Linked DNA regions of Mus musculus: all the other regions are linked to region 6. A link is a contact called in public ChIA-PET and HiChIP or PLAC-seq data. All regions are on one chromosome and are shown on one strand. The core of a region is the stretch at or near the end of the contact, and the rest is flanking DNA. Distances in the headings are between cores, read along the strand shown. Region 1 overlaps Rps6kb1 (ribosomal protein S6 kinase, polypeptide 1). Region 2 overlaps Ints2 (integrator complex subunit 2). Region 3 holds the start of Tspoap1 (TSPO associated protein 1). Region 4 holds the start of Supt4a (SPT4A, DSIF elongation factor subunit). Region 5 has its middle 13 kb from the start of Mir21a. Region 6 holds the start of Smg8 (smg-8 homolog, nonsense mediated mRNA decay factor (C. elegans)).

Region 1 (3,988 bases), core at 680-3,179, 590 kb after region 6:
AAGATGGTTGAAGCTCTGCCTTTGAGACAGTCCACATGAAAATAAAATAAGGTCACATTACCCTTCCCTTTAAACATGAGAAATACTTCTTGTTAAGATGATCATTGAGACAAATGAATGATAGCTCTTCCTTGTCTTAAAGCCCAGTCAAATTCTCTCCTGGGGATTTCTGGGGACGAGGTGCTTCAGCCAGCACGGCAAATCCTCAGACCCCTGTGGAATACCCAATGGAAACAAGTGGGATAGAGCAGATGGATGTGACAGTGAGCGGGGAAGCATCAGCGCCACTTCCAATCCGACAACCCAACTCCGGGCCGTACAAAAAACAAGCTTTTCCTATGATCTCCAAACGGCCAGAGCACCTGCGGATGAATCTATGATGAAACAATGCTTTTATTAATGCAAAATCAAAAAGGAAACAAATCCGGGAAGGGGATGTGTGAGCATCCTGCAATATAAAAACAAGAATAAAATGGCAGTCTCAAAGAGTCAGTGTCATTACCTGGAATGCTTTCGATGGAGGAAAAAATAAACATGGATTTTAAAAAATCAATCAAAAATGGTGCAAAAAAAAAAATAAACCCACAAAAAACTCAAGCAAAATAGTATTGTGGAATCCACAGACACATCAGCTGACTGGTTCCTATCCTAGCAACATCTCGGCGTTCGCAAGGGTTCTCATGCTGATGGCTGCAAACTGACAGTATTAAGGGTAGGATGTTGCTTCGGAATCACCGTTGAAATCTGATGATGTCAAATAAGGGTTATCCTAATAGGCAAAGTTTGAGATTGCCTGTAATACTTGCAACTAAGGACAAATTAGCATGCAAGCTTTGTCAAACTTTTTCCAGCAACACAGAATCAAAGACAAAAGAAACTTTATCGATTGATGTTTTACGTGCAAACAACCTGAATCTTTTTTTTATATAAATATATATTTTTCAAATAGATTTTTGATTCAGCTCATTATGAAAAACATCCCAAACTTTAAAATGCGAAGTTATTGGTTGGTGTGAAGAAAGCCAGCTTCTGTCTTCTCTTGATGAAATAAAATGCAAATGATCATTGTTAACCACAGCTGTGGCTTGTCTGAGGGCCTGGGGTGGACCTGGGGTGTTTTTTTAATCTTTTTGTTTTAGTAACCTAGCTGCAATACTTGTCTGTAATACTAGGGGGGAAAAGTCTGTTTAATCATTTTTACTTGCAGTACTGCTGTGTGTTTGGCGTAACTGCAAGCCTTGGGACAGGCAGAAGTTGTATGATCTACATTGCATCCTTGTCCTGGGCCTGCACTACACTGGAAACAGTATCACCACCTGTTCTTATACCAGTATTTGAGTCAAGCCTTGGTCGAGGAGGGACAGAAGAGAATCAGGCTAAAGTGCATAAAGAGGGCAGTAAGCGGGGGAGATAGACCTGCAGGGGAGAGGGTGTTGCCACGGGCGTCTCTCTCGACTCTTTACAGCACATTGGTGTGGTTCTAGGTTTACTTTGTACTGTTATGCTGTTTACCTTCCTTAACAATTTTCTTTTTTGAGAATCTAAAAAAGAAAAAAATGGTGTTTTTTTCCCCTCCTGCACTGGGGCTACATTTTTCACTTATAAAAATATTTGATGGCCTTTTGATGAATGTCTTCCATAACGAATAAGAAAACCTAGTGGCTTAATTTAGGAAACATGTTAACAAGACACTGTTTTTGAAATTGTAACAAAGTCAACATAAGTGATTTACAGGTACAAAGAATAAAAATAAAGGTAACTTTACCTTTCTTAAATACTTCCTGCCTTAAGGAGCATTTCCATGACTAGCTGGTGAAAGGGTTTAATATCTGCAGAGCTTTATAAAATATACTGCAGTGCATACTGGTCTAGGTAGATGGTCACACAGTGAGTCCTGTCACGCCACTCTGTTGGTCTTTTTTGTCTTGGTAATAGTTGCAGCCCTTGGGTTTCTTTATGCAGATGCTCTTGCTGTGTTCCTCAAAGGATCCAAGCCATAAAATTCTTTATGCATGTCACAGTCAGGATTGACCCAGACCTTGCTTATTCAAATTGTAATTGAAGTGAGATGGGAAGAAATGTTAACAGTGAGCAAAAATAGAACCTTGAGAGGCTGGAGAGATGACTCAGCAGTTAAGAACTCTGGCTACTTTTCCAGAGGTCCTGAGTTCAATCCCAGCACCCACATGATAGCTTACATCTATAAACTGTAGTCTCGTTGGATCAAATGTTCTCTTACATGCACATGTGCAGACAAAACATCCACATACATAAAAATCTTAAAAAAAAAAAACAAAAAAAAAAAACCAGAGCCATGGCAGATGACTGGAAATACTGCCCTTCAATTGTGGCAGCAAACGTCCATCTGGACAGAGAATTTCTTTTTTTATCATTTAAATGGTCATTCCTGATTCTCTTGACTGTAGCAGCATTTTGAGAACTTCATAATTGTAGCAGTAAATTAGGAGCTGCAGTAATGATTAAGAATGTTCTTCATTCTTTGAGAGTTTGTGGTATCTTAAAAAATAGAACCCCTCAAAAAACCTATGGCAATGCATTATAGGAATCATTTCAGACTGCAAATGGCTTGTGCTACTCTGATATCTGTTTCTAAATGTGTTTACTAACTATAGCGTTGACTGCCTGGCCAAATTCCAATAAAACTTTTACACTAAATGATTCCTCCTTAGCCCTAGTTGCTAGTAATATGTGCACTGTGACCACCCCATAAACTGTTAATAAACTGTTCATAGAATTACTGCCAGCAATAGTGGCAAATATCGCAACGTTTTTGTGTAGAACGCATTAATTGTACACCTTCTGTCGACTTCCATCTACACAAATATATAGCTTTTCTATCACAACATTAAGTGAAATTGATGCTGTGGCAAGTTTATTGAGAAACTTTCATAAATGGATATCCCTACTATGACTGTGAAAACATGTCAGGTGTCACATGAGTGTCACAGACAGAAAGCACATGCCTATGCAATATGGCCTACTCTGTATTTATTTGTAAAAACTGAAGCATAATTTAAAGTGTATATCAATACTACTCTGAGTTTCTAAGAGAGGTGTTCATGCTTGTACCAGGTAAGTGAATAAAAAAAAAGATTAAGTGCTTTTTCTTTCATTACTTGATTATTTTCTTTAAAATCAGCTATTACAGGATATTTTTTTATTTTCTACATTCTGTTTTTTAATTAATATGTACTCACTGAACTGAAATTTACTAAATTTGTTTTATAAGGTTTGTAGTGTTACAGAATAACTAAACTGGGATTTATAAACCAGCTGTGATTAACAATGTATTAATTATTTGAACTTGAACCAGACCATTAGGAAAATTATGTTATTTGTTCCCCTTGTATGCTCTTAACTTAAAGAATTTTCCCACATACCGTTTTTGAGATAGTTTGAGATTTGAGGATAGGATGCATGTGAGAGACTCCATAAATTCAACATTCTGTACTATAGCTGACAACTATAAACAAAATGTATCTTAGCATTAATATCTTGAGCCTTGAACATCATATTTAATACAGGACCATTTTAGAAATATTCAGTTAGTTGTATATTTCCTAGGTTACAAGGGCTAGATCTAAGATTATTCTCATGAGAAATGTTGAATTTATGAGAAATGGATTTTGAGGCTTTGAAAATGAAAATGGCTAGTATCTCAAAGATGTCAGTATCCATACATCTATGGTTTCATCCCAGGAGCAGACATTAGCTAGCTGGACAAACAGTTGTGACAATATTTGTCACATAGGGGCCTATGGTTTGTTGCTCAACAATATAGTACTTTTCTCATGTGACTCAACACTATAGCACAAGTATTATTTCCCTGGATTCTCTGAAGGAGCATCTAAAAGACGGGTTTCTGACAGTGTTTGCTCTTTAAACTATGTTTTCTCCTACCCCAAGTTGGCTTTGCATCTATTAAATAAGTTCTTCAGCTGCCTTACTAGGAGTTCTACGAGGGCAA
Region 2 (4,079 bases), core at 1,035-3,534, 850 kb after region 6:
TGACACCCTCACACAGACATACATTCAGGCAAAACAACAATGAATGTTAAAAAAAACAAAACCCAACTTCAATTTTTTAAAACAATTTTATAACTTGTAATGTTGTAAGCTAACTTACTAGGTAATAAGTTACTACTATAAGTAGCTAGTTACTAGTTATTTATATAGTTTATTATTTCTAAGAACTGAACTTGAGGTTCAGGGCTGGAGAGGTGGCTCAGTGGTTAAGAGCACTGGCTGCTCTTCCAGAGGATCCAGGGGTTCCACCCAACTTCAAATTTTTAAAGCAGTATTATAACTTTTTTACAAAATGTATAATATTATATTCCATATAATAGCATGCTTTTACATTTTTTGTTTGATACAAAATGTATCAAACAAATGCAAGCTGGTCTTGAACTTGAGTTGTAGCTGAGGCTCACAGTGAATTCTTGATCTTCTGCTTTTCCCATCCTAAGTGCTAAGGGTAATAGGTGCGCACTAATATGGCTGGCCCATTCTCTAAATTTTACTGTTGCTGTTTGCAAATTTGTCACCAGCATAGCCAGTGCCTAACTTATGTTTTCAGTTTTTTAATATTTGGTTATATCAAAGGGTTAAAAGGTCTCTTAATGAGAAATCTGAAATACAGAAGGTAAGTAAATGTTTTTTGAACCTGTTATAAAAGCCTTTTTTACTTAAAAAGAGCAATGAGCAGTTTATATGTGACATATCTTGTTAGGTGCCCTTTTGACGCTTTTGGCGATTTAGTGATATTAATTTTTAGCTACGTTGCATCTTTTGCTTCTTTTTGTGCTTTTATTGAGTAAGACAGTTATGGATTAAGAGTCCAGATACACACCTTGAAGTTTTGCATGTCTCCTCACCACTAGGTAAGTGGTATCCCATATTAGTTCTTTTCTAGTCTCTGGAGAAATATCCCTCTGCTGGGAAGTCTTCCATGACACACAGAGAGCTTTAGATAGAGACAGTAGGGAAGGTTCAGAAACACAGTAAACCCAGAGCCAGGCTGCTCACCGTCTTAGGCGTATCTTTCAGGAGACAGTGTTTTTGGTTAAATGATAGACTGATTAGGAAAAGAGGTGTAGTATATTTTAGCTCCCCAAACTACTGGTCAGTAGTACATTGATCTGAGGAACATGGCAAAGCTATATGTGTTCTACGGTGTTGATCTTTTTTTTTTCCAATCGCCTCAATTTTTTTCTTGTAGGACTGGATTTACAGACAGCTATGTGAAACTTCCACTCCACTCCACCCTCAGCTCCTTCCTCTGATTGATGTGTACATAAACTCCATACTCACTCCTGCGTCTAAGTCTAACCCTGAAGCCACGAACCAGCCGGTCACTGAGCAGGAGATCCTGAACCTTTTCCAGGAGGTCATCGGGGTAAATAAAACAATAGTCCTTTCACCTGTCACAGCTCGGCCTCAGTCCGTCTTTATTCCTTAGAAGTCTTATAGGTAATTCTGATTTCCAAATAAGATTCATATGTGCTATGCACACTTGCACATATGCACACATAAATGAGATTAAATTTTATTAGCTTACTAATAAAAATTATATAATAATATTAGTTCCAAGTAATTTGACAAACAGCACTTTTTGAAGATTTTATATATATATATATGTATATATATATATGTGTGTGTAAAATTTAAATATATATATAATTTAAAATGATTAAATTATATGTATCTATATATATCTGTAAATATATATCTTAAATATATAGTTTTGAGACAGTGTCTCACTTTGTAGCCTGGGTAGTCGCAAACTCATCATTTTGCTGAGTCAGCTTCCTGAATACTGGACTAACAGGCTTGCCCCACCGTGCGCAGCACAAGGAGTTGTTTTGAAGCCTCCTGTTAAAGTTTAATGGGTGCCTTGAAGATAGGTATTTGCTAAAGGCCTGTGGGATATTTCAACCTGTCCAACGTGGTGGGTGCTCTTTAGTTTCCTGGAAATTGAGAATACACCTGGATTCAATTATGGAAAGTTTGATAAAAATTTTTTTCCTCATTTTGTTAGGGAAAAATAGCAGTTTTCACAGACACAGTTTAATGTACAGGATTTTTTTTGTGAATTGTTTTCTTCATAGTAATTTCAGATAGAACTTTGATTCCTGAAAGTCTTTCAGAAGCAGCCTGGTGGGAGTACTACTGAGAAGTAGAAGCTGAAGTCTTGTGACATTTCCCCTCATCTGAAATTGAGGAGAGGATGTTTCCTTTTGCCTGTCATGCATGCCCTTCAAGGTTCAGTGAAGCTTGAAGTTGTCTCAGACTGCAGTGAACCCAGCAGTCCTGCTCTCGGTCTAGCTGGGCTGATGCAGCAGCACTGGATGATCTCTCTTATGCGCTTGCTGTTCAGTGTTTTCACCGTTTTTGTATCACCTCAGGGAGACAGCGTCCGCCTTACCCAGCGCTTCAGTATCACAGCGCAGCTTCTGGTGCTCTACTATATCCTGTCTTACGAGGAAGCTCTCCTGGCGAACACAAAGACGCTAGGTAAGCGGCACGGGGCCGAGCCTCTCCAGTAGTAACTTCCTGATAGTGAGTGGGTCAGAGCCCATCCATGGAAGTCCAGTGAATAGGCAGCAGTGAGATGCTAGGGCCTTCAGATGATTTGTATCATATCATGGGACTGAGGTAGTCTTTGGTGTTTACTTTAGTGAATCAAATTTGAGAGAGAGGAAGGCTAACTTAGAGGGTTTGGACAATGGCATAAATTAGTTTGGACATTAGATAGGTTCTCAGCAATGGAGTATAGAGGATATCAAGGAGATAGGGGTTGTAGATACCAAAGGAGATTTCAAAGAGGACTTAGTGAGGTCTGCTGTCTGAGCTCTGTTGGATGAACCTGAATGAGGAAGTAAAATGAGGACTAGTGTTCACCCAAGGGCTGCACATAGCATGTGGAGGTTAGTTTGCTGTAGAATGGTAGGATGAAGACCAAATGTAATGAATTCAGAAGGGAGCTGGAGGACCCAGTGCTATAGACCATGAGAAGAGACTGCTTTGGGGAGTTGCCAAGGGAAAGAGAAGTGATGCGGTAACTGAAGTGAATAAGGTCAGGAAGCGACTTGAAAATTATTTGTGTGTGTGAGTGCCTGTGTATGTAAGTACACCACAGGTACGGTGCCCACTGATCTTCTGGAATTAAGAGTGCAAGCAGGGGGCTGGCGAGATGGCTCAGCAGGTAAGAGCACTGACTGCTCTTCCAAAGGTCCTGAGTTCAAATCCCAGCAACCACATGGTGGCTCACAACCACCCACAGTGAGATCTGACGCCCTCTTCTGGTGCATCTGAAGTCAGCTACAGCATACTTATGTATAATTATAAATAAATCTTAAAAAAAAAAAAAAAAGAGTGCAAGCAGTTGTGAGTCACTGATGTGGGTGCTAATGCTCTCAATCACCTCTCCATCTCTCTAGCCCTGAATTTTTAAGATGAAAAAGAGACATGTTATTCTCTTGCTATTGAGAGGTGTGTCCTGCAGAGAGGGGTTGTTGAAGCCAGTCTCTGCAGTTACATCCTTGATGAATAGGAAGAGATGAGAGAGAAGACCTTTTCCTGGTAGGAAACACCCTGGTTAGGCGGTTTTCTCTGGTCTAGTTTTTGTCTTCCAAGGGTGTAAAGAACTTCACGCCATTGTTGAGAGGTTTTTGTCAGTAGCCAAAAGATTATTTGCCCCAAATATATTCTTACCTGTGATATTATGTGTAATCTCAGCACTTCACTTTTGGTTTTATTCTTATAAGAAACATTAGCAGCCACCTGCTAGATATAGAAGCTAGGACAGGAACTCTGAAATCTGAGGTAGAATCACATATTAGATTGTGATAGCTGTTAAACTACATCAGTGTATATTCATTGTTTATTTAAAAATACTTATGCACATGTGCATGTATATGTATATTGATTCTAGTTAAATCCTCATTTAAAAATATTTTAGAGATAAAAATTGTACATATTTATATTATTTATAGATTTAACTATCCTCAAGAAGATGCATAGTAAATAAAGAATTTCCTGTGTACTTATTACTTAGTTGAAATGTGAATATTCCTTGTATATTTCAA
Region 3 (3,880 bases), core at 1,173-3,672, 670 kb before region 6:
CTCTTCCCAAGTCACCCAAGCCTCCACCCCGCTGTCTGTCCGTCTGTCCTCACCACCCTCATGTTCGTTTCCTGCAGCTTCTGTGCCCTCTCCTCCAGGCGCTTGGCAATGACTGCCAGTTCAGCATTCTTCCGCTTCAGCCTCCGTACCTTCTCCTCCGTCTCTGGGAAGCTGCTTTTTCTCTGACAAGGAGTCAGCCAGAGTTGGACTGTGTAGGGAGAATCCCACAGACCCATTCCTACTACCCAAAGCCCTAGGCTGGAGCCTGGGCACACAGTGAGATCCTTGGCAGTGTTAAGCAAGGGTCCACTGGGGTTGGGGCATGGGGTTATGTCACCCGTGGGTGCCTCCCTCCTTGGAGAGAATGTTTATAGGCTGATCGGGGGTGCTGAGGGAAACCTCACTCCCCAGGCCTCACCAGCATCTGGTTTTCCTCCTTCAGGATGGTACAGCGCTGCTGCAGCTCTCCCAGGGCCCTTAGCAGCTCCAGATTAGGCCTGTCCCCGAAGCCTATGTTGAACTTGGCCTGGCATAGGGAAGGACCGGGTACGGTGTCTCAGAAACCTACTCAACCTAGCCGGAGTCTTCCGTGTGCAACATCGCCACTCTATAACCCAAGGGGTGAACAGGTTCTCTCTTGTGTCCCAGGCCTTCAGAGAGGGGTGCTACCAGGACCTAAGGAGAAGGGACAGGCCCATCCTCCATGCCTTCATGCCTTCAGCGGCAGCCTCACACCATTCTGGGGCATTTCCTGCTCTTCCTCTATGCTTGCCTTTCTACCCCACAGCCTTTTAGGTAATGGCAGATCAAACTCCCTCCCCATCCGTCTAGACATCTTGGGTCTGTAGAGTCCCCTGCCCTCCACTAAAGTCCTGCTTCCTTCATCCTCTCCAGTAGCTAGCTCACTCACACCCACCCACAACAAAATCTTCCTTGGCTCAGCCCAGCACCAAGCCCACCTCCACACCCCCCAGCATACCAAGATTCCCCCCAGACAGACTCGTGGTGGAAGAGACCTAACATAATCAGAAAGAGACACATGTACCCACACTGAGGGCCAGAGCCAGAGAGAACAGAGCGAGGCCACTTAGATTCCCGTCCAAGGAAGGAAGGACAGATAATCACACAGGCAGACTCACAGACAGAGAGAGACAGAGACAGAGACAAGAAATGTGGGCAGTGGGACTACAGATTATGGCCAGTCCATCTTGCAGCCCTCTCCATCCTCTCTTACCTTATAAGCCTGTGCCTCCTCCTCCTCCAGCCCGGAACAGCTGTACCCAGGGCTCTCTGCTTGCTGCCCCAGCTTAGGCAGCCCGGTCTCTGTTGCTTCAGGATCAGTATTTCCGACAGGTCCAGGGCTATGAGCTCCCTCAGGCTTGGAACTCTCTTCAAACCTCAATCCTTTAACCTGCAGAGCTGTCGGAGTACCAGCAATGCTTGGAGATGCATCTCCAGGTTTGCACCCCTGGCCCTGAGTCCAGTGCTGCCAGGCAGGCAGTGCCCATGGCTCCATGGCTCCAAGGTCTCCAAGCCGTGGGAGGGTTGTCAGTTGCTCCATGGTTTCGGCAAGGGGCCCCCGAACCTGGACCTGGGGACATCACCAGCGGGAAGACTGACAAGGGTCATGCCAGACTAGACCATTCTCCCTGTAAGTGTTTGGCTTCACCGAGTCCATCAGAGGTTGGCTGAGCTCTTCCCACCCACGAAGGAGGGTTCAGAAGGTATCGGGGTTGCCAGACTGGAGCTGGGGTTTGCTCATGGTTCTCTCTCTCTCTCTTGTGTGTGTGTGTGTGTGTGTACGGGGTGTGTGTGGGGGGGTGAGAGACCACCACCAGGAGTGCCTGGCTGAAGGTATATATGTACGTGTGCCTCCAGGTCTGTCCCTGCAGGTCAGTGATGTTTTATTATGTGATTGGAGGATGAATACTCCGACTTGTGTATGTTGAGAAGGGTGGTGCTATGTGTCACTGTCTGTGCCTATTTAAGAGTTACCAGTTGTTTCTGCGTGGGGGTAGGGGCTGTCTGTATTGCAGGGCTGTGGCAGTGTGTGATGCTGTCGCCGGTCCTGTCTCAGTGTTGTAAAGCCCGGTGTATCTGTAGTGGCGTGTGTCTTTCAGTGTCTGTGAGTCTGGCCACCCATCACGACCACTCTGCCTGGAAAGGGTCCGCAGGAGTTCCTGGGAATGATCCCCAGTGATCCACTGTGGTCCTTTATCTCCAGCTTTTCTCTCCGCTGGCTGCCGCCGATCAGTTGCTTGCTGGGTGGCTGGGCGGTCCTAAGGAGGCCTGGGTCGATGGGCGGCTTGCCTCATAGTCTCTGCCTCAGCTAGTCTCAGCTCGAGGGACTGCAAGGGTCCCTCGCGGTCCCGGAGCTCCCCAAATGAGATGGTGGGCACGAAGGAGGGCAGAGCCTCAGAATGGGGAGTGGGGAGCAGGGGAGCATCATCATCCCTCCCTTCCCCCTCCTCCTCCCCTCCTGCCCACCAATAGGAAGTCAGCTGCTGGTTTCCATGACGATGGAGCTGGACTGGTGGGCTGGACCGGCAGGCAAGCTGGCAGGGTCGGGACAGTGGAAAGAGCAGGTTCCTTACTGGATGGTAGGTTAGAAAGCTACCCCCTCCGGACCCCCCAACATGGCCTCTTCATCCCCTTGACCCCACAGACCCTCACTTCCAGGGTGCAGAGGAAAGGGAGTAGAGACAGTCCTCTCCTTTCAGGCAAGACTGATGGGGATAGAACAATGTGACAGAGACCTAGCTGTAGAAAAGGACAGAGCTGAAATGGTGGGATTTGGAATAAAACAAAGAAATAAAAGTCTGAAAATAGAAAGACGAGCAAAAGGACAGAGTGTTGAAATAGGCTGAAAAACGACTTCAGCTTCCCCATGGCAGATCACATTTGGGGGACAGCCCAGCCTTCACAGGCTAGCAGGAGAGATCATAAGACAGGACCTTTTGGGCTGATTTTCCCTCAACCATCAGGAAGTTCATCTTCTGTCTAGCATTAGGCTTTATTTATTTACTTGCTATGAAAAAAAAATGGCTTTTGGGAACAAGGACATAGGAATTGCCCCAACCTAGGTGTCTGCCTGTATGTGGGGCACCTAGATCTCGAGAGATAAGAATGTTGCTCCTAGACGCAAGACAAGCCAAGGTCGAGGGCCCTCATGTGGCACCCCTATGGAATAGCAGCTAAAGCATAGAGAACACCCCCCACCCAGACAGTAGGCTCCACCCAGGCCAGAGCCAATGGAACTGGGTAGGGGTTGGAGTTGCATAAGAGAGAAGGTAACATTCATTTCTCTAAAGCAGTCTAAACATCAGTACACATGCTATGTCATGTAACTTTCAGTCAGCATGCATATGCATGTCATATTACATGTATGTATAGAAGAGTATGCATAGTATGTCTGTGTATACATGGAGATCACTGCATGTATGTGTGCTATTTTGTCTATGAATCTCATTGGATATATATCTGTGCATGGTTTTGTGTCATTGTATGTCTATTTGCTACAATGTCTATGTGCATGCAATTACGTATGAGTTTATCATTGCATTTTGCTATAAATCACAGATATCATGCCATTATACAGCACTAACACATTATGACATACATTGTCATATAATAATGTACAATGGCATACAATGATCTATGTACATGATAAACTTGCCTGGCATGATGTGCACGCAGTCTCTGTATATATATTCTCACCCCTCCATGCCTAAGGGGACTGTCTATAAGATCATCTCAGGATACCCCACTAAGTTCTCAAATGCTTAAGTCCTTTTATGTAAGGTGATGAAATATCCGCCCATGGCTTATACACATCCTTCTGTATACCCAAGGTCTCTTGCATGCTAGGCAAGCACTCTAC
Region 4 (3,730 bases), core at 391-2,890, 650 kb before region 6:
TATTTTTTAATTTTTTTTTTGGTTTGAAATCCACCTGTCTCTGCCTCCCAAGTGCTGGGATTAAAGGCGTACGACACCACTTCCCTGCTTCAATATTTATTTTAATCAAATAACCCTAAAACATTGTTTCAATATTTAACTAATCTTTTAAAAATTCAGATCATTTGACATCCTTTTTCCTCACCCTGAATCTTTGTTTGCTGGTATGTATTTGACACTTAAGCATATTCGAATTTGAACTAGCCACATGTCAAGTACTCAGTAGCTACTGAAAGAAAGATGAAATTTCAAGACCTGTAAGTCATATAAAGTACTCAGAAATTGCTGGTTGTTTGTGAGCCTAGAGGCTGCCTGGGGCTGAGAAAAGAGAAAAACAAACCTGGGTATGCCCCATAGTTAAAACATTCCTGGGAACATCTTGACCATAAGATAAAGGGGAATGTGAGGACATAACAGGGCTATCTGAACTGAGTCAACTACTCACAGAACTCTGACACCCTGCACGTACATGTAATCTTTCTGTTAATGTTTGAATAAGCCAATAGTGTGTCGCTATGCTCAATTCCACACCCCTAAGCCCCTTACCCCATAAAACCCCCAAGCTTTCGAGCCTCGTGGCCGGCATCCGTTATCTCCTGTGTGGGATACATGTCGGTCCGGAGCTCCGTAATTAAACGTCCTCATGTAATTACAGCAAGATGGGTCCTCGTGTTTCTTTGGGTGCTCTCACACTCCTGAGACTAGAGCGGGGGTCCCCGAAAGGGGGTCTTACACTACAAAAGTTTACAGCTACTGGGCTGGACACATAGACTAGCTCTCAGAACTGCTGAGACCAGCTAGTCTTATGACCTCAAAAATCTATCCCATATTAACTTTCTGGGTGCAGAAGTAAACAAAGGCGCGTGAAAGGGGCTTACCCATCAAATGAAGAGCTGGTGCAGTCATAAACCATCTCTCTGTTGCCCTTCATTTGTAGGTATGCATCGCAATTGTCACACCCATCATATTCGAACTGGTCTATAGTCTGGAAAGAAAAAAAAAAAGCAAGTATGAGCATGAACAACGCCTTAATATTTCAACAAAGCCAACCTCTTCGTTTTCTATACAACCCAACACCCTCTCCTCTCCAAACTGTTCCTAAACTCCACCCTCATACCTTTTTGCTCGCGTCCCTAATTCAGCTTACATATTTTCTAGCCTCTTTGGGGTCAGGTACCCTCTCCTGCTACTCTCTCGGCTGCTCTGGCTCCTAGTGTCTTTCCAGTCCACCACAGCAAGTTCACCGAACGTCTGTCGGGGAGACAAACTTGTGCTCAGTTATGCCGAGAACTGCAACGCAGCCCCCAGTAGGCACAGCCACCCGGCTCGCGTTCCGTGGACGGAAACAACGGCTCCCTTAGGCTTTCGGGCTTCCCACTCCCCGAATCTCAGAGCCTTCCTTTCCTGTGTCTGGCCCCATTTCACCCTCTTTCTCCCGTTTCGCCTCCCCGATCGCTCCTACAACCAAGGCCCCAACGGACACCTTGACTAACGAGCACAGCAAACAAGCCCGCAGATGCCGCAGGTCCTTTGGTACCGTCTCCAGGGCCATCCTCACCGATACGACAACACAGGTTCCTCCAGCCGCAGGAAGTAAACAGACCATTACCCAGAATGCCAGACGCGTCGGGCACGCAGCTTCCGCTTCCGGTGCCGGCCATCGCAGGCCCCGCCCCTCCCTCCCCGTGGAGAAGATGGTTCCTCCCGCGGGAGCGCTGGGCGGGGCCGCCCGGTCACCTGGGCCGCGCGCGCGCCCGTCACCTGGTTCGCGAGAGCGAGCGGAAGACGGCGCGCGCGCTGGGAGCTGATGCGCCCGTAGGGGCGGGGCAGCTGGGGGAGGTTGGAGCATGCGCAGGAAGCGTGGAGCGGGGCGACTGGCGGGACTGCGCCTCGCGACGCGGGCCTTTTGATGGAGCCCAAAATGCTCTGGCCTGAGTGCTCTTCAGACTCCCGAGGAAAACCTAGATTGTTTTGTCTGCTTGTTTTATTTTGTTTGCTCATTTATTGAGACAATGCTAATTCCTAAGTTGGCCTCTGAGTACGGGACGGTGATCTTGAACTCCTGATCTTCCTGCCTTCACTTTCGGAGTTCTGGGATTATGGGCGCGCACCACCACGCCCGGGTATTTGACTTTTTGACACAAGCCCCTCGTCTCAGTGTCCGGAATGCTCAGAATACAAGCCCGCCGCTTCGCGCTAGGTTGTTTTAAGGCTCGAGGCAATGAGTCTTGCCTTTCTGGACGCCTGCAGAGACAAAAACCCGACGAGGCCCCACCCCTTCTTGTAACTGGGAGAGCGTGATAGGGTTTCGTTTGCGGTCCCCAGGAATGCTAGCTTGAGCCGTGCCGACGGGGAAAGGGGAGGCGTGTTGGATAGAGGGAAACGCGTATTTAATTCCTCCTAAAAGCCTCTCGATTGCGCGCCTGGCTCATAATTTACGCTTTGTAAAACTCTCGGCACATTTAGACATAATTCCATGGGAACATCTGTGGATTAGGTATCTCACTTCTCATACTCTAACCCCACCCCAGCTGCCAATGTGCTTACTGTGTAGGACACAAAATTCCTCCTTGTCTCCTTAAATGGCACCGAGATAATATCCTGAGCAAACCATACAGAAATACGAGGTCTGGTGCGGTGTGAACAGAGCAAAGGCTCTTGGAATGTAGGCAAAAGCCTGGTCATTTGTGTTTATCTGAATTGGAGCGCTGGGATATAAATAGTTGCAATCCCGCTGTTCTGTCCTTCCAGCCCTTCTCATTGAAACTGAGGGACAGCAAGACTGATTCTAGGCTTTATCCCAAACTGCATCCACATGGGGTTCAGTGACTGGGTTTTAGATACTTTCTAGCACCGGGAAATCTCTTTTCAGTTTGGAATACATTTTCACTGTGCTATCTCATGTAAGCCTTCTATCATCTCTGAAGGAGGATCATTTTATTTATGGTAAAAGGCAGGTATCCTGCTGAGGAGCTGGCTCAGGACCCACCACATATAAGTGGGATTTGATGGTCTGCTACTCTAACCATAGCACTGGGGGCCAGAGATAGGCAGATCCCAGGGACTCCAGGCAAGTTCAAGTGAGAGGCCCTTGTTGTTTGTATGTTTGTTTGTTTGTTTGTTTTGAAAGTCTTTATTCTGTAGCTCGGGCTGTCCTGGCACTTGCTGTATCGATTAGGCTGCCCTCACACTCCTGTGAGTGCATGCACGTGTATGCACACATTCCAAGGTTCAGTATTTGCTTACAATATTGTAAGGTCACAAAGTCAGTCAGTGAAGCACCAGAGTCACCAGCAGCCCAGCACAGATAAATGACTGAATCATGACGAGTACCAGGCACGCTGCTCTCTCTGACCTTTCTGGGGCTTTAAACCTACCCTATCTGACCAGCTTTGATATCACCAATAGCATCCGAAACCAGAGGGAATAATGGTAAATGCCTATGATCCCAGTAATTGGGAGGGGGGAGAGGACCAGTCTGAGGTTATATCTTAGCTGTGCAGTGAACTGGGAGTCAGGCTGGGCCTCAAAAATCCAACAAAAGGAAATAGAGAAGATGGAATTGTTATCCTGAGTGAAAAAATCATAATGAAACAAAACCACAAAGCCAGATCATATTTATGGATAAATATATTAGCAAATAAATACATTTTTTCAACATAGTGCCTGATTCAAGCATCTTTCTGTCTGG
Region 5 (4,020 bases), core at 1,159-3,658, 520 kb after region 6:
GGACCTCTGGAGGAGCAGCCTGTGCTCTAACCACTGAGCCATTGCTCCAGCTCTCCCGCCCCCTCTGTTTTGTTTTAGACAGGATCTTGACTAAAGCCCAGGTGTCCTCTTACTTCTCCATGTTCCTGTTCCCACTCTCCTGAGGCTCTTTCTTTTAAAACTATTCTTATAACCTAGTTATAGAATTTGCCATTAGGCTAAAGCCAGTAATTAAAAAACCAGGCAGCCAGGCAGTGGTGGCGCATGCCTGCAATCCCAGCACTTGGGAGGCAGAGGCAGGTGGATTTCTGAGTTCAAGGCCAGCCTGGTCTACAGAGTGAGTTCCAGGACTGCACAGAGAAACCCTGTCTCGAAAAACCAAAAACAAAAAAAAAAAAAAACAAACAAAAAAACACCAGGCACGGTGGCATACACTTTTGATCCCAGCACTTGGGAAGCAGAGACAGGAGGAGGTTGGTGATTTTGAGGCCAGCTAGGGCTACTTAGTAAGGCCCTGTCTGAAAAACAAACAAAACAACAAACAAATTACTTTTGAAATGCTGTAAGTTGTATGTTTGGCGGTGGTGGCAGCAGCAGTGGGGAGGAGGGTGGGGGCCATCACCTTTCTCTTTTTTTGTTTCCGTAGCTTGAATTCCCAATTCCCTGTTTTCTTCCACGTTGAACTAACAGTTTCTCAGAAACTAGAAACATCTGTATAGTTTATCTTAGCTCCTTGTGCAATCACCACTGCTTGCGGACTAGGAGTCCTCTGTTTCTAAAGCTAAGCCCACATCTTCCAAGACATGTCAGGGTTCAGGAGCAGGAAATTATTAAATAAAAATTTAAAATTTTTTTTCATTCACATTCCTAAACACCACTGCCCCCCAAGAAAAATTTATTTTTGATTGATGAGGGACAAGGCAGTGTCTTTTAAGTGTCTTAAAAATTGACAAGTCGGCTGATAAAACCATATTTGGTAAGAAGATGGCAGAAGAAGAGAGGGTGGATTGCCAGCTGTGGACTCATGGGGAGGCACAGTGGGAGAGACATATGGAGCATGTTTTAAAACAAAACGTTGGACGAGAATTCAAGCGAGTGATAAACATGGTGGCCAGAAGAGGAATCGCTGGTATGCATGCTGCGAAGCCATCCCGAGTCAGAGCAGACATTGCAACATTCAAAGGCCAGGCCAGCAAGCCCTACTGTTGTTCTTTCTGGAACTACATTCTTTTCCATTAAAAGGTGGGGGGGGGGGGAGTTGTGTATATAAACAATCAAAAGCGGTAATTAGGAAGCCAGAATCGTAGCTTCATACAACCAAGGAAACCCTGCATTGCAAGCATTCCATCCCCCTGCAGTACTGAGCCAGCATCCATAACTCCTCACTGGATGCCTCGAAGAAGTCGCTGGACTGGCTGAGAGCAGGAAGTGAGGGGGGAGGGAGGAATGAAAGAAAGGCTTTACAAATGATGGACCTGTCACTGCTGTGGGGAAGGGGAGTCCAAAGCTGGAAGGGAGGCAGAGTGCAGGAAAGAGATGGCTTCTGTAGTTTAAAGAAAAAGGTCGGCTCACACCACACTCCCTGCCCTGGGGTGCATCCTCGCCCGCCCGGAGTCCAGGCTGGTGCACCTGCCTAAGCCTCCTGAAGGCAGGTGTGTGCTGCCATGCTTGGCTTCAAAATTACATTTCAGGTGTTTTCTGTATCTACCCAGGGGTTTGGACTTCTGTTTTCTGCCTGGTAGGTACATTTCGCATCTTAAATTCTGAAGCTTTAACTTGGGCTTCCTGTGAATCGTGTTGGTTTGCTTTGGTTTGACGAGGGCAGGGGCATCACAATATATTGCCAGGGTTGACTTCAGTCCAGGACTCAACTGATTTCCCCTGATCTAGCCTCCTCTACAGCTGGAGGTATAGGAGGCATAAGCACACGTCTCCACATCTGGTCCCCAATGTTAATTTGTGTAAAAACTGCAACTCTAATAAAAAAAAAAGTCATAAAAATTCTTAAAACACTATTTTCCATGTAAATGTTTAAAACAAGCTTTAGATATTTTGGTATTCACATATGTCAACTAATTGAGTCCTTGGGAAAAAAGAAAAAGGTCACACACAAGGATGTGGCCTGGGTGCCCGTTGGAGTTTCAAATAGTCACCTGCTGTTGATTACAGGGCTTTCAAATAAAAATACCTTCACCCCATTTGTACCTCATGAATTCCTGTCTCAAATGTCAAGTGATTTCAACTTCTGACTTCTCTCGTGTGCATTCCTTCTGGCAAGATTTTCCTGAGTCAGCTTGCCCCCAGCGAGGTCATGCAGCCACGGGTCTGCCTTAGCCTTGGTATCAACTGGGAAGTTAAGGCCTTGGATGTGTCCAGGGCTGAACGGGTTTGTCTTGTGAGAATTATGATCTAATTATTTCTCAAGTATATTTAACAGAATGCAGCCAGTGGGGTGTGCCTTCTAGCAGCTGAACAGACCACTGTCTACATTCTTTCGAAATAAGATATGGTCCAGTATTTTAAACCATGGCAACAGTCGATAAGAAAAACAGCGAAACGGTAATCATTTCCATATGGAGAGAAAGCAGGGAGCTGTCGCTTTGGTTTTTTTTTTTTTTTTTTTTTCCCATGCAACAATAAGTCAGGACTGGTAGACTGGGTAGAAATAGCCAGTGCTTCTATTTTGCTCTTATTTTATATTGTTTGATACACTGTTCCCCTCACACTTACTGTCACATTTTATGCAGCTGTGGTTCCTGTGTCTTTCTTTGTTAATTCCACCTTTTTGTTTTGTTTTTCAAGACAGGGTTTCTTTGCTTCCCTGGCTGTCCTAGAACTCACTCTGTAGACCAGGCTGTCCTGGAACTCACAGCAATTTGCCTCTGCTTCTCTGCCGCTGCTCTGCCTGTGGGATTAAAGTTGCGTGACACCACCACCTGGCTGTGAGATTCTTACTGAAGGGCTGACAGGATGGCTAACCTGGCAAAGGTGCCCTCCATGAAGTCTTATGAGCTGACCGTGGGCCTCTGGACACAGAGTCAACTCCTCCAAGATAGCACAAGCATGCCCATGCATGTACACACACTCACTCACTCACACAAACAGATATAATTCAAATTTGCCACAAAGCATGTAAACTTCCTTCTATAGCAGCTCAAAACCTAGTAGTCTTGCTGGGCAGTGGTGATAAACTTCTTTAATCCCAGCACTCAAAAGGCAGAGACAGGCAGCTCTCTTGAGTTCTGAGTTAGAAGTCAGCCTAGTCTATAGACAAAGTTCCAGGACAGCTAAAGCTACACAGAGAAACACTGTCTCAAAAAAAATAAAATAAAATAAAATAAAAAGTCATGGTGACACACACCTTTGATCCCAGCATACAGGAGGCAGAGGCAGGTGGATCTCTGTGTGTTTGCAGCCTAGTCTACAAAGTGAGTACCGGGACAGTCAGGGCTTTGCAGAGAAACCGAGTCTCAATCAATCAATCAATCAACCCCACCCCCACCCCCACCCCCTCCAAAAGGTACACAATTATCACATTTACCTGTTACTTTAAAAAAAAAAAAAAAAAGCTGGGTATGGTAGCCCAACCTTCAATCCCAACACTCAGGAGGCAGAGGCAGTTGGATCTCTTGAGTTTGAGATCAATCTGATCTACAGTTCAAGGCTAGCCAGGACTGCAGAGTGAGACCCTGTCTCAAAATAAATATTTCACTAATGTGTGTGGGGGCATGCACACACATACCACGGCACAATTGTGATCAGAGGAGTAGCTTCTCTTTGCCCATCACGTAGGTCCAGGGAGGAGTCTCAGTTGTCAGGCTTGGCAGCAAGTGCTTTTACCTGATGAGCCATGTCTCCAGCACCTGGCTCTGGTGTCTGAGACAAGGTCTTGCCGTGTGTATACCCTGTCTGACCTGGAGCTTGGTGTGTGCTCAAGGCTGCCCATTGCTCCTGATCCTCTTACCTCCCTCTCCCAAGAACTAGGATTCCAGCCATTTGCCACACCTTCTGCATTTCTTCTTTCCTTTCCCTTCCCCTTCT
Region 6 (3,994 bases), core at 217-2,716:
TTACAAATGTAGTCAGTGGTAGAGCACTTGCCTAGCATTCACAAAGACATGAATTAGATCCCCAGCAACACACACGCACACTTATTCATATTTCCACTATGCTAAATTATTAGATTAATTTTCCACAATTGGTTTGTTTGTTTGTTTGAGACAGAGTTCCTCTGGGTAGCCTTGGCTGTCCTGGAACTCAGTCTGTTGGCCAGGCTGGCCTCAAATTCAGTTCAGAGATCCACCTGCCTCTGCCTCCCTAGAATTTTCTACAATTCTTTTGTTGATGTTTATCTTTTTGTTTTGAAACAGATTTTTTTATTTTTTGGTTTTTCGAGACAGAGTTTCTCTGTGTAGCTCTGGCTGTCCTGTAGACCAGGTTGGCCTTGAACTCAGAAATCCGCCTGCCTCTGCCTCCGGAGTGCTGGGATTAAAGGAGCGTGCCACCACGACTTACAGTTTTCTTACAGTTCAGACTGGCATTGAATTTGAGACATAGCTCAGGATGATCTTGAACTTCTAATCATTCTGGCACCTCCCAAGTGCTGGGTTTGCAGCATGGGCCACTATACCCAGTTTATACTGGTGCTGAGGATAGAACACAGGACTTCCTGCATACTAGACACGTAGCTCTCCACCTCCACGTCTTCTATTTCTTAAAGATTAATTTTGGAGTGTGTGTGTGTGTGTGTGTGTGTGTGTGTGTGTGTGTGTGTGTTTTGCAGGCCATGGGTGCTGCAAAACAAGAGCTCCTTTTCTCTGTAAGAGCAATATCTGAATGTTGGAATCACAGAAGTGCAACAATGTGTTTGGTGCTCTCGCTCCTCCCTCCTGTCCTTTCTTTTTTGTTTTCTTTTCTTTATGGAGACAGGGTCTTGGTATGTTATCAGGCTAGCACAGCTGCTGTGCTCAAGAATCCTTCTTCCTTGCTGGGTGGTAGTGGTGCATGCTTTTAATCGCAGCATTTAAGAGGTAGAATGGGGGCATGGGGGAGAAAGGAGGAAAGGAAGAAAGGAAGGAAGGAAGGAAGGAAGGAAGTTAGGAAGGAAGGAGAGGGAGAGAGAGAGGAGAGGGAGGGAGGAAAGGAGGAAGGAGGAAGGAAGAAAGAAAGAAAGAAAGAAAGAAAGAAAGAAAGAAAGAAAGAAAAAGAAATTAAGAAATTCTCCTGCCTCAGTCTTCAGAAAAGGTGAGAGTATGATCAACCACCCACGCTGAGCTGTTAGAAGAATCAGTTGGAACTGTTGTGGGTTTTGGCGTATTCTTTAAAACTGAAACGGCAACCAATCTAGCTTTCGATATCTTAAACTCGAGTTGAGTAAACGTAGCGCTAAGACCTTGCAAGGGACACGAAAAGGCAAAGGGGTGGAAGGGAGTGTTGGGGGGAGGGACAGACACCCGGAACTCAAGGACTAACAGGCGGAGGAGGGATTTCACAATAGGACCGGGTGGGTTGGGATCAGCGAGGGACCGGAAGAACGCTAGAGGAAGCTCTTTCTCCGCCATGGCGGGGCCGGTCAGCTTGCGCGAGCTGCTCATGGGGGCGTCGGCCTGGCTGGGCTCTGAGAGTCCTGGAGGCCCCTCCGCTGAAGGCGGGGGAAACGCGGCTGGCACGCCCGAGCCCCCGTGGAGGGAGGATGAGATCTGCGTGGTGGGAATCTTCGGCAAGACGGCTCTGCGCCTCAACTCCGAGAAGTTCTCTCTGGTGAATACTGTGTGCGATCGACAGGTTTTCCCACTCTTTCACCATCAGGATCCTGGAGATCCAGGAACTGGAATCAAGACCAAAGCTGTCTCTGTCGGAGAGGCGGGAGGAGCCGGAGACCCCGGGGCTGCAGCCGGGGATTCACTTCGCGGAGGTATGGCTACGGCGGAAGGTAACCGAGCTGAGCCAGGTCCCCAGGACTTCAGTCTTTTGCAGGCCTATTACAATCAGGAAAGCAAAGTTCTGTATCTTATTCTCACTTCCATCTGTGACAACTCACAGCTTCTGCGTGCTTGTCGGGCCCTCCAGAGCGGTGAAGCCGGAGGGGGCCTCTCTTTACCTCATGCAGAAACACACGAGTTCTGGAAGCATCAGGAGAAGTTACAGTGTCTCAGCCTCCTTTACCTCTTCTCTGTCTGTCATATCTTGCTCCTGGTCCATCCGACGTGTTCCTTTGACATCACTTATGATCGTGTATTCAGAGCCCTGGATGGACTGAGACAGAAAGTACTACCCCTCCTCAAAACAGCCATTAAGGATTGCCCAGTTGGCAAAGACTGGAAGTTAAACTGCCGACCTTGCCCACCTAGACTCCTCTTCCTCTTTCAACTCAATGGGGCCCTTAAGGTGGAACCGCCTCGGAGCCAGGATACAGCTCATCCAGATAAACCCAAGAAGCACTCTCCCAAAAGAAGGCTGCAGCATGCCCTGGAGGACCAGATCTATAGAATCTTTCGCAAGAGTCGAGTCTTGACTAATCAGAGTATCAACTGCCTCTTTACGGTACCTGCCAACCAAGCTTTTGTGTACATAGTCCCCGGAAGCCAGGAGGAGGACCCAATTGGCATGTTGCTGGACCAGCTTAGGAGCCATTGTACCGTGAAAGACCCAGAATCGTTGTTGGTGCCCGCACCCCTTTCTGGACCTAGGCGGTACCAAGCGATGAGACAGCACAGCCGCCAACAGCTCTCCTTCCACATTGATAGCAGCACCTCGAGTTCTTCAGGCCAGCTAGTGGATTTCACTCTTCGAGAATTCCTGTGGCAGCACGTGGAGCTGGTCCTAAGCAAAAAAGGTTTTGATGACAGTGTGGGCAGGAACCCACAGCCTTCCCATTTTGAACTGCCCACTTACCAGAAGTGGATCTCTGCAGCAGCAAAGTTGTATGAAGTGGCTATCGATGGGAAGGAAGAGGACTTGGGCTCCCCCACTGGGGAGCTAACATCTAAGATTTTAAGCAGTATTAAAGTCTTAGAAGGGTTTTTGGATATAGACACAAAATTCTCGGAAAACCGGTGCCAAAAAGCTTTACCCATGGCTCATAGTGCCTACCAGTCAAACTTGCCGCATAATTACACCATGACAGTCCATAAGAATCAGCTTGCTCAGGCTCTTCGGGTATACAGTCAGCATGCTCGAGGTCCAGCCTTTCACAAATATGCCATGCAATTACACGAAGACTGCTACAAATTTTGGAGCAATGGCCATCAGCTGTGCGAAGAGAGGAGCTTGACTGACCAACACTGTGTCCACAAATTTCATTCCTTACCTAAATCAGGTAGCTACAAAGTTCCCAACAGTTTGAACTGAAAACTGGAGCTGTGCTTTTAGTATTAGTGTGTGTTTGTATGGTGTGGTGTGTGTGTCTGAGAGAGACCTCGCACCCTTGGAGGTCAGAGGGCAATGTTGTGAGGTCAGTAGTCTCCAACCTTTTCATGGGTCCCAAGTATCCAGCCCATGGAGTTAGCCTTGTGCTGCAAGCACTGTGCCTGCTGTGTCATCTCACTGGCACCTGAGCTGGGTGTGTATTCATGTATTAAGATGATTTATTTGGTACATAATTGGGTTGTTTTTTAAGAGCCCTGCAGAACTTTGATAGTAAATACTTTTTTTTTTCTTTCTTTGCTTTTATTTGTTTTCTGTTGTTGTTTTTGAAACAAGGTCTCTATTTAATCCTGGCTGGACCTGGAACTCACTATATAGACCAAGCTGACCTCCAAGTCACAGAACTCCTCCTCCTGCCTCTGCTTTTGAAGTCCATGTGCCACTGTACCCAATTAGTAAATACTTTCTACTTCTTTTTATTTTTAAAATTACTTTGTGTGTGTGTGTGTGCATGCATACATATATAGTATATCTATTTGTGTGTGTGTTTGTGTGACTGCATGAAATTTATGTGGAAGTCAGGACAGCCTGTTAGTCAGTCCCCTCCTTTAACCTGTGGGTTCTGGGGATGGAACGCAGGTACTACAAGAGCCATCTTGTCAGCTCCAGCCCTAAATTTGATCTTCTACCTCTTAAAAC

What was found. ChIA-PET counts read pairs in DNA pulled down with a chosen protein or histone mark. HiChIP or PLAC-seq counts read pairs in DNA pulled down with a chosen protein or histone mark.
Region 1: a contact with region 6 is called in an H3K27ac HiChIP or PLAC-seq map of embryonic stem cells, with 3 times the contacts expected there. The contact joins the enhancer-like site here to the promoter of Smg8 in region 6. A contact is called at or near these places in 15 of 39 promoter capture datasets (the C10 cell line, the HPC-7 cell line, HPC-7-derived erythroid cells and 10 more), 6 of 115 datasets of contacts at active chromatin or transcription factors (astrocytes, bone marrow-derived macrophages, embryonic forebrain and 2 more) and 4 of 9 other capture datasets (adipose tissue, embryonic stem cells, liver and 1 more).
Region 2: an H3K27ac HiChIP or PLAC-seq map of large pre-B cells shows a contact between it and region 6, with 4 times the contacts expected there. The contact joins the enhancer-like site here to the promoter of Smg8 in region 6. A contact is called at or near these places in 2 of 39 promoter capture datasets (hippocampal neurons and liver), 2 of 115 datasets of contacts at active chromatin or transcription factors (bone marrow-derived macrophages and large pre-B cells) and 1 of 9 other capture datasets (pancreatic islet).
Region 3: an RNA polymerase II ChIA-PET map of memory CD8 T cells shows a contact between it and region 6, with 19 read pairs. The contact joins the promoter of Tspoap1 here to the promoter of Smg8 in region 6. A contact is called at or near these places in 1 of 39 promoter capture datasets (liver) and 2 of 115 datasets of contacts at active chromatin or transcription factors (bone marrow-derived macrophages and memory CD8 T cells).
Region 4: a FOXA1 HiChIP or PLAC-seq map of pancreatic cancer cells shows a contact between it and region 6. The contact joins the promoter of Supt4a here to the promoter of Smg8 in region 6. A contact is called at or near these places in 2 of 39 promoter capture datasets (both in liver) and 1 of 115 datasets of contacts at active chromatin or transcription factors (pancreatic cancer cells).
Region 5: a contact with region 6 is called in an H3K4me3 HiChIP or PLAC-seq map of bone marrow-derived macrophages, with 5 times the contacts expected there. The contact joins the enhancer-like site here to the promoter of Smg8 in region 6. A contact is called at or near these places in 12 of 39 promoter capture datasets (3T3-L1-derived adipocytes, the C10 cell line, the HPC-7 cell line and 7 more), 1 of 15 datasets of contacts at CTCF or cohesin (large pre-B cells), 4 of 484 Hi-C or Micro-C datasets (CD8 T cells, pro-B cells, stem cell-derived neural stem cells and 1 more), 14 of 115 datasets of contacts at active chromatin or transcription factors (the 230-238 cell line, astrocytes, bone marrow-derived macrophages and 10 more) and 3 of 9 other capture datasets (adipose tissue, embryonic stem cells and macrophages).

Annotation. Positions count from the first base shown.
Region 1 is chr11:86,499,117-86,503,104 of GRCm38.p6, reverse strand. It overlaps Rps6kb1 (ribosomal protein S6 kinase, polypeptide 1), which reads left to right. Exons shown (of 15, transcript NM_001114334.2): 15 at 143-3,988. The coding sequence ends at 380. Among named protein-coding and RNA genes, the nearest start is that of Rnft1, 16 kb to the right of the region's middle. Within about 2 kb of position 1,929, at least 11 of the 459 cell types and tissues checked have an H3K27ac peak or open chromatin away from gene starts, as enhancers often do. A contact at or near this core is called in embryonic stem cells, where this site is marked.
Region 2 is chr11:86,230,391-86,234,469 of GRCm38.p6, reverse strand. Ints2 (integrator complex subunit 2) reads left to right here. Exons shown (of 25, transcript NM_027421.3): 14 at 1,211-1,387; 15 at 2,397-2,505. The region is part of intron 2 of Brip1os (BRCA1 interacting protein C-terminal helicase 1, opposite strand); the gene reads right to left. Among named protein-coding and RNA genes, the nearest start is that of Ints2, 25 kb to the left of the region's middle. Within about 2 kb of position 2,284, at least 19 of the 459 cell types and tissues checked have an H3K27ac peak or open chromatin away from gene starts, as enhancers often do.
Region 3 is chr11:87,759,083-87,762,962 of GRCm38.p6, reverse strand. Tspoap1 (TSPO associated protein 1) reads right to left here and starts at 2,422. Exons shown (of 32, transcript NM_172449.2): 1 at 1,235-2,422; 2 at 419-526; 3 at 54-182. The coding sequence starts at 1,561.
Region 4 is chr11:87,735,461-87,739,190 of GRCm38.p6, reverse strand. Supt4a (SPT4A, DSIF elongation factor subunit) reads right to left here and starts at 1,640. Exons shown (of 5, transcript NM_009296.2): 1 at 1,523-1,640; 2 at 918-1,024. The coding sequence starts at 1,591. It overlaps Rnf43 (ring finger protein 43), which reads right to left. Exons shown (of 10, transcript NM_172448.4): 10 at 3,652-3,730.
Region 5 is chr11:86,568,784-86,572,803 of GRCm38.p6, reverse strand. It overlaps a transcript of Tubd1 not described here. Among named protein-coding and RNA genes, the nearest start is that of Mir21a, 13 kb to the left of the region's middle. Within about 2 kb of position 2,408, at least 115 of the 459 cell types and tissues checked have an H3K27ac peak or open chromatin away from gene starts, as enhancers often do. A contact at or near this core is called in 3T3-L1-derived adipocytes, the SN4741 cell line, adipose tissue and 7 more, where this site is marked.
Region 6 is chr11:87,084,249-87,088,242 of GRCm38.p6, reverse strand. Smg8 (smg-8 homolog, nonsense mediated mRNA decay factor (C. elegans)) reads left to right here and starts at 1,466. Exons shown (of 4, transcript NM_024262.1): 1 at 1,466-3,248. The coding sequence starts at 1,490.